2 separate regions of the Mus musculus genome follow, and region 1 is linked to region 2. The links are chromatin contacts, called in public HiChIP or PLAC-seq maps. All regions are on one chromosome and are shown on one strand. Each heading gives the region's core, a stretch centred on a gene start, on an enhancer-like site or on the middle of the called end of the contact. The rest is flanking DNA. Distances are from core to core; before and after follow the strand shown.

Region 1 (3,133 bases), core at 80-2,579, 250 kb before region 2:
TTTTGCCTCATTTTACCCTTCAAAAACTCGTAGCAATGCAAATGCAAACCGCAAACCTCCCAAACGTGCCTCTCTGTATAGCTTTTGGAAATGAGAGTTCATTGAAAATATTTCTCCATTTTCAGATGAGATGAGATTTGTTGGGAAATCTCTGTAACAACTTGGTCATCTTGTGGGGAGATAAACTCTCGGACTGTCCCAGAGACTCCTGGATTGATCTCATCTTCCTGGCTTCCTGAAAACACAACAGAAAACAGAAAACAAAAAACAAAGTCACAGTTCTTTAGCTTATTCTGACCTAGACCCATAATTTTTATAATATTCCAAACCCCAAGAGACCCTGCCTCAAGGAATAAAGTGGAAGAGGAATGGAGGAAAATTCCAGACGTTTACCTCAGGCCACCACACAGCACTGGTGCCCACAGATGTGTCCCTGCATTTTCAAGCACGCAAGCACTTACACACATACACACACACACACACACACACACACCCCAAACAAACAAACAAAAAACCCAAAGGAACAAAAAGGGGATTTAAAGGGATTGGGGATGTACAAATGATTGTTATCATCTCAAACTACTATTCTGGCTAGCAAATTAGTGAAGATCAACCTATGACAAAACTTAGCTTTTTCTCACTTTGGTGAGGGTGAGCCAGTCACAGATGAATGGGAGACTCTGTACATAATTTAACACAGGGCGGTGTGAACCATTTCTTTGCGTTTGGTTTTTTTTTTTTGGTTTTTCGAGACAGGGTTTCTCTGTGTAGCCCTGGCTGTCCTGGCACTCACTTTGTAGACCAGGCTGGCCTCGAACTCAGAAATCCACCTGCCTCTGCCTCCCAAGTGCTGGGATTAAAGGCGTGCGCCACCACGCCCGGCTTGAACCATTTCTTTGTATTCCCCTTTCTTTTCCCAAGAAGGCACGCTAGGAGCCAGACATCACCTGAGCCCTGGAAGAACAATCGAAGAAGTCCTGGATCTCTTTCCTGCACGCCTCGTCGCGGAATTCATTCTGCTTCCAGCAAGCCATCATCATCGACATCTCCGTGATACAGGTTGCCTCTGGAGGGGAAGAACTGGGAGACCTTCAGCCACAGGGCGACCTAACACCTCTCCCCCGAGATTACCTAGCCGCCCCCGCTCCAAGTGCTCACCTCCCTTTTCTCTACGTCGGTTCCCGACGCGGTTAGCTAAGATAAGAGGCTTGTTGGGTTTCAGTATAGGTTTTCCCGGGTTCGCAAACCGCGCCAGGCGGCCGCGTAGACTGGGCGTCGCCATTTTGCACAGCGTTCCCAGTAGGCTCCGCGGCGCCGTGCGTGACCCCTCTTGACCTCTACGCGCTTGGCGTGCGGACAACGGGCAGCTGTGCGCGCACTTTCCGGGTCTTGGCCTCACGGTGACACTGGATTCGAACCCCGTCGGGCCGGCAGCCGACAGCAGGTTAGGATGCTATAGGTTGTGCGCGCCCTTTGCGTGCTCGGGACCCGGCAGGATTCAGGGGCCCCGTGTCCGCGGCTGCCACTTATTTGTGAGTCGGTGTCTGCGTGTGGGCACCACGTGAGTGCCGCGTCCGTGGCGGCCAGGGGAAGGCGTTGGATCCCGTGGGGCTGGAGTTAAGGATTTTGGATTGCAAAGGACTTTTGTTTTAACAAGTCTGTGAGAATGATGATTCCTTTTGCCAGGCGGTGGTGACGCTCGCCTTTAAATCCCGGCACTGGGGAGGTGGGGAGGCGGGGAGGCGGGGAGGCAGGCGGATCTGAGTTTGAGGCCAGCCTGGTCTCCAGGACTGCCAGGGCTACACAGAGAAACTCTGTAGCAGAAAAACCAAAATAATAAAATGGTTGCTTTTTACAACTCTTACATGGACTGCTAGGTAGATACTGTTTACTCGTTTGGAATGATCGCACAGTAGGGTGAACGTTGTAACATTTACGTGTGACATACACAACATTTAATATTAGAGCAACTATATCACTTCTTTTTATAGACCTCCAGTTGTGATTTGTTGGACTTGAGTGTTTGACTTAACTGTTTACAAAACCGAATCAAAAGATGTGCTATATATAGATTCTTTGGTATTTGCAAATGAATTCAAGACATTTCTGCTAATGGAAGCGGAATCCAGCAGTCCTGTAGTTTATATGATGTCTACTTTAGAGCAAGGTATATTTGCTGACATTTTTTACCTCAGATGTTTGGAATTCTCCCTTGATAGCCTACGTGGATGCCTTTCTTCCGGAGTCACATAGCTAATTCAGGAGGGAAATTCCAGGAATGGGCCTGACCAAAAAGTCCATCTTTTGGTCAGTATTTAGTATCTAATAAAGCTTGCTTTAAATTTAGCCCAAAATGGTGGACTTCGTTTTTCTGGCGAATCCCAAGATTAACACTGGGTTCACATCAGAGGGGTTTTCCCTCTCTTACCACACCCTACCGGCAGCCATCAAGGCACCTTTTTTATTGTCACACACATTTATATTGTTTGTGACCTTATGTACCCCAACATCTACTTTGAAATCTTAGCTAGCTCAGGGTCTGGAGAGGTAGCTCCGTGCTTAAAGAGTGTTTTTAGCTCTTCCAGAGGACTGTTTGGTTTCCAGCATCCACGTTGCAGGGCTCATAATTACTTCTACCAACACCTCGAACGCACACATGGGTAAATTTCTTTTCTTTCCCAAACTTTAATTTGCATTTGCTAACAAATCTTTTTTATCCACTTTACAAAACTATGGAACACTTCACGAATTTGCGTGTCATCCTTGTGCAAGGGCCATGCTAATCTTCTCTGTATCGTCCCCGTTTTAGTATATAGGCTGCCAAAGCGAGCACGGAAAAATATTTTTAAATATCTCTTAAATGTTTAAAATGAGACGAGCCTTTGTGTATCTTGTTCATGCTAAAAATAGCTATGCCAGGCGTGGCATATGCCTACAATCCAAGCACTTGGGAAATTGAGGCAGGAGACAGATTAAAGAGTTTGAAACCAGCCTAAGTTACATATAATGAGTACTTGGCAAGCCAGGGCCATATAACATGACCCTGCCTTAATGAAACAAACAAAAAATAAATAAAATAATGAAATGAGAAAGGAAAAGTGTTTACCATTATTTTTTACAAGTCTCCAATTTT
Region 2 (3,110 bases), core at 174-2,673:
GTAATTTGCAGGGATGGCGGACACGCGCTCAGCTTCACATGCCCTCTTGTGCCTTGATCTCAGATCCCCACTGCTCCATAGCGAGCGCCTGAGTTGTCTGCGTCCCTGCAAGTAAGACTGAATAAGTGAATTGGTTCACCGAGCTGGACTTGGTCGACCTGCGTGCTCTTTACCTCCTTGGGTTGTCTTGGCCATCTTGTTCAAATCTGTTGGTCAGGATTGTTAGGTGTGTACTTGTCACTCTTGATTCGTTTCCTTTGGCCTGTATTATCTGTCCTTGTTCCTTAATACTTTATAGGCCAATCCTTCTATAGGACATTATGAAATAGGGAAGTGTGAATCCTCTTAATTTCTGACAAAGTCAGTAGTGTTTATTTTAAAGACTTATGTTTTGAATTATGTGTGTGAATATGTGTCTTTGTGTGGTATATGCACATGGATGCAGGTGGCCGTGAAGACTAGAGGCATCAGGTGACCTGGGGGTCCCCTAGAACTAGAGTCACTTCTGAGCCACCCAGCGTGGGTGCTGTGAACCAGGCTTGGGCCTCTGCCAGAGCACGTCACACTCTTGTGGCCTGTCACACCAGCCTGTCAGTTACGATTTTGATAGCAATTGCTTAGACCTTGTACATATACTTCTGATTATATTATTAGATATGGCCATTGCTGGGGGCCAAACTTAGCGGTGTAGAGTGTGCTTTGCAAACACAGGAAGAACTTGGCTATGTGGCCCTATCTGGCCTGGAACTTGCTATGCATACCAAGTTGAGAATCAACTTTTTTTTTTTTTAAGATTTATTTTTGTTTCTTCCCTTTGCAAGCACTGACACTCACACCAGAAGGCGGCACTGGACCACTTGGGGCTGGAGTTGCCCCTTGTGTACTGGGAGTTGAGATTGGGCCCGCTGGAAGAGTGTAAGGTCTCCTAACTGCTGAACCGTCTACAGATCCAAGAGTCAGCATTTAAGGTACAGGTATTTTGAGAAAAGATCTAAATTACTAGTTTACTTTTCAAGGGCAGACGATTTTTATATTGCCCAGTATAGCCTCAAACACCCACTCAAGCAATCCTTAAGCAATCCTTTTTTGCCTCGGACTCCCAAGTAGCTAGAACTAGAGACAAGGGCCAGGGCACCCTGCTAAAATGGGAGTTGTTTAGTAAAGACTTTTTTTTTTTTTGGAGACATCTAAGGTTTCTTTCCTTAAAGTTCCTTTTAATTTTATCATTCTATTTTTTGTGGATAATGAAATTAATCGTAAAGGAAAAAGATTTGAAAGGTGGAAAGCTACATTTTAACCCAAACTTGCAAAGGAGAAACACCCAAGGGGCGTGGTTTTCAGAGCACAAGCCAAATTTGCAACCTCCTTCTTTGAGGTGGGGAAAAAACAAGTTCTCGCGAGAGCTAGCTGGTTGCTATAGTTACAGAAAACCAGCGTCTGCCTCAGGTAAGCCAGTAACTCCCTTTTAGGGGCTATAGGTGAAGCTGTTGCTCCCACTCCCCAGATCTTTTTTTCTAGGATTCTGAGCTCTTTCCCTACAGCTAAGACCAGGTTGAAGTTCTCGCTCAGCCCAGCTGTGCCCAAGATCCGGCTTCATCCAGAGCTGGATCCAGTCCCATCTCCTTACTCTATGCTATCCCCAAGTCGATTGGTAGCTGTCCTGCCTCTGAGCCTGTGACTAGAAATGGACGCCTTGTTGAGGGCAAGAACAATAGTTGGGCATTCATGCAAGGTCACAGTTACTCAGTAGGAAAGTCGCCAGTCTCCACGGCTGGGACTGTGGATCTGGTTCTGTGAAGTGTCTGCACCGCGTGCGTGAGGCTCTTATCTGCTTAGCACTGCAAGGTAAACCACCACAGCGCCATCCTCGTAAACAAAACCAATGTCCCGGACAGAGAACGAGCTGAATTCACAGCCACGGCGACTGTTTCTGAGTTGGAGACAATCTTCATCGACTATGAAATGTTCAAAGTGAATGAATAGCCTTGGTAGCTGCTTTAAGAAAGATGATCAGAAGAGAATAAGACAGTGAATGTGAGGGTTCCAAAGTGATTATATGCATACGCTGGGGCAGGGAGGGAGGCACCCTAAGCCAGACCACAGACTAGACTTGCCTGAAACTCACTCTCTTCTTTCTATCTGTGTGGCATATGTGAAGGCTTTAGAGTGTGCCAAGGCATAATTGAAAGCTAGTTCCCTCCCCACTCCCCAGTCATCTGTCAGACTGGCTGCCACAAAGCTTACACCTCTTGGTCTATCAACATATCTCTCTTCCTCACTAGACTTGGGGGCTTATATCTCCTCAGCATCTGTCCCTGTCCCTAACTTAATGCAGTTTTAAATGATTTTGACAGAAATGGAATGGATTAGAATAAAACACTTAGACTCAAAGGTGTATTTGTTTGGCACAAGGAACCCAGATGAGCTAGCTCATATGGTACAGATCCCTAATACATACTTGATAAGAACATTGCCAGTGCCACTGAGGCCCTGAAAGGGCCTGGAAGCATTTGGGTGACAAGTCAGGCTTTTAGGCAAGGGCAAGACTGAGGGAGTCACTGGGAAATGGCATGGTGACTGTGAAGTCTGAAGGCATTACCTGTCCCACATGGATGCACACAGTATGCACAGATGCACAGGTCCTCAGAGATATGTTCTACTTCAGATTTCAAATTTATTTTCAGTAAACACACAAAACAAATCTACGACAGATCTACATATCTCAGTCCTTGTACTTAATTTAGATTCTTTCTCCCATTTGCCTGACTTTTCTCTTCCCTTCCCTTCCCTCCCTCAACCCCAAACAGTCCCACATCTGCTTTCCTGTAATGTGTGTTTAAACCTAGGTGCTGCCTAGGGGAGGGAAGATGTGGTATTTGTCTCTTTTCCCTTGCATTATCCTTCTTTATCCCTCCTCCCTTTGTACCCTCCTTCTACACACCCACTTCTATCTCTTGTCATGTATATATTACATATTTAAATATAAATACTTCATATGAGAGAAAATACACAGATTTGTCTTTCTGAATCTAAGTTCATTATTCTTTACACTTTACTGTATATATAATATATATGGTTCTTTTTTGTATTTCTTCTTCTTTTTTTTTTTC

What was found. HiChIP or PLAC-seq counts read pairs in DNA pulled down with a chosen protein or histone mark.
Region 1: a contact with region 2 is called in an H3K4me3 HiChIP or PLAC-seq map of embryonic stem cells, with 12 read pairs. The contact joins the promoter of Chchd1 here to the promoter of Cfap70 in region 2. A contact is called at or near these places in 4 of 39 promoter capture datasets (the HPC-7 cell line, cranial neural crest, embryonic stem cells and 1 more), 6 of 115 datasets of contacts at active chromatin or transcription factors (bone marrow-derived macrophages, embryonic stem cells and stem cell-derived neural progenitor cells) and 4 of 9 other capture datasets (adipose tissue, embryonic stem cells, liver and 1 more).

What each region holds. Positions count from the first base shown.
Region 1 is chr14:20,701,223-20,704,355 of GRCm38.p6, reverse strand. It overlaps Chchd1 (coiled-coil-helix-coiled-coil-helix domain containing 1), which reads right to left and starts at 1,329. Exons shown (of 3, transcript NM_025366.3): 1 at 1,159-1,329; 2 at 948-1,066; 3 at 1-235. The coding sequence starts at 1,282. The coding sequence ends at 122. 6230400D17Rik (RIKEN cDNA 6230400D17 gene) reads left to right here and starts at 1,257. Exons shown (of 1, transcript NR_029446.1): 1 at 1,257-2,344. Gm25328 (a small nuclear RNA gene) reads right to left here and starts at 2,833; the gene lies at 2,727-2,833.
Region 2 is chr14:20,450,538-20,453,647 of GRCm38.p6, reverse strand. It overlaps Cfap70 (cilia and flagella associated protein 70), which reads left to right and starts at 1,423. Exons shown (of 29, transcript NM_029698.1): 1 at 1,423-1,446.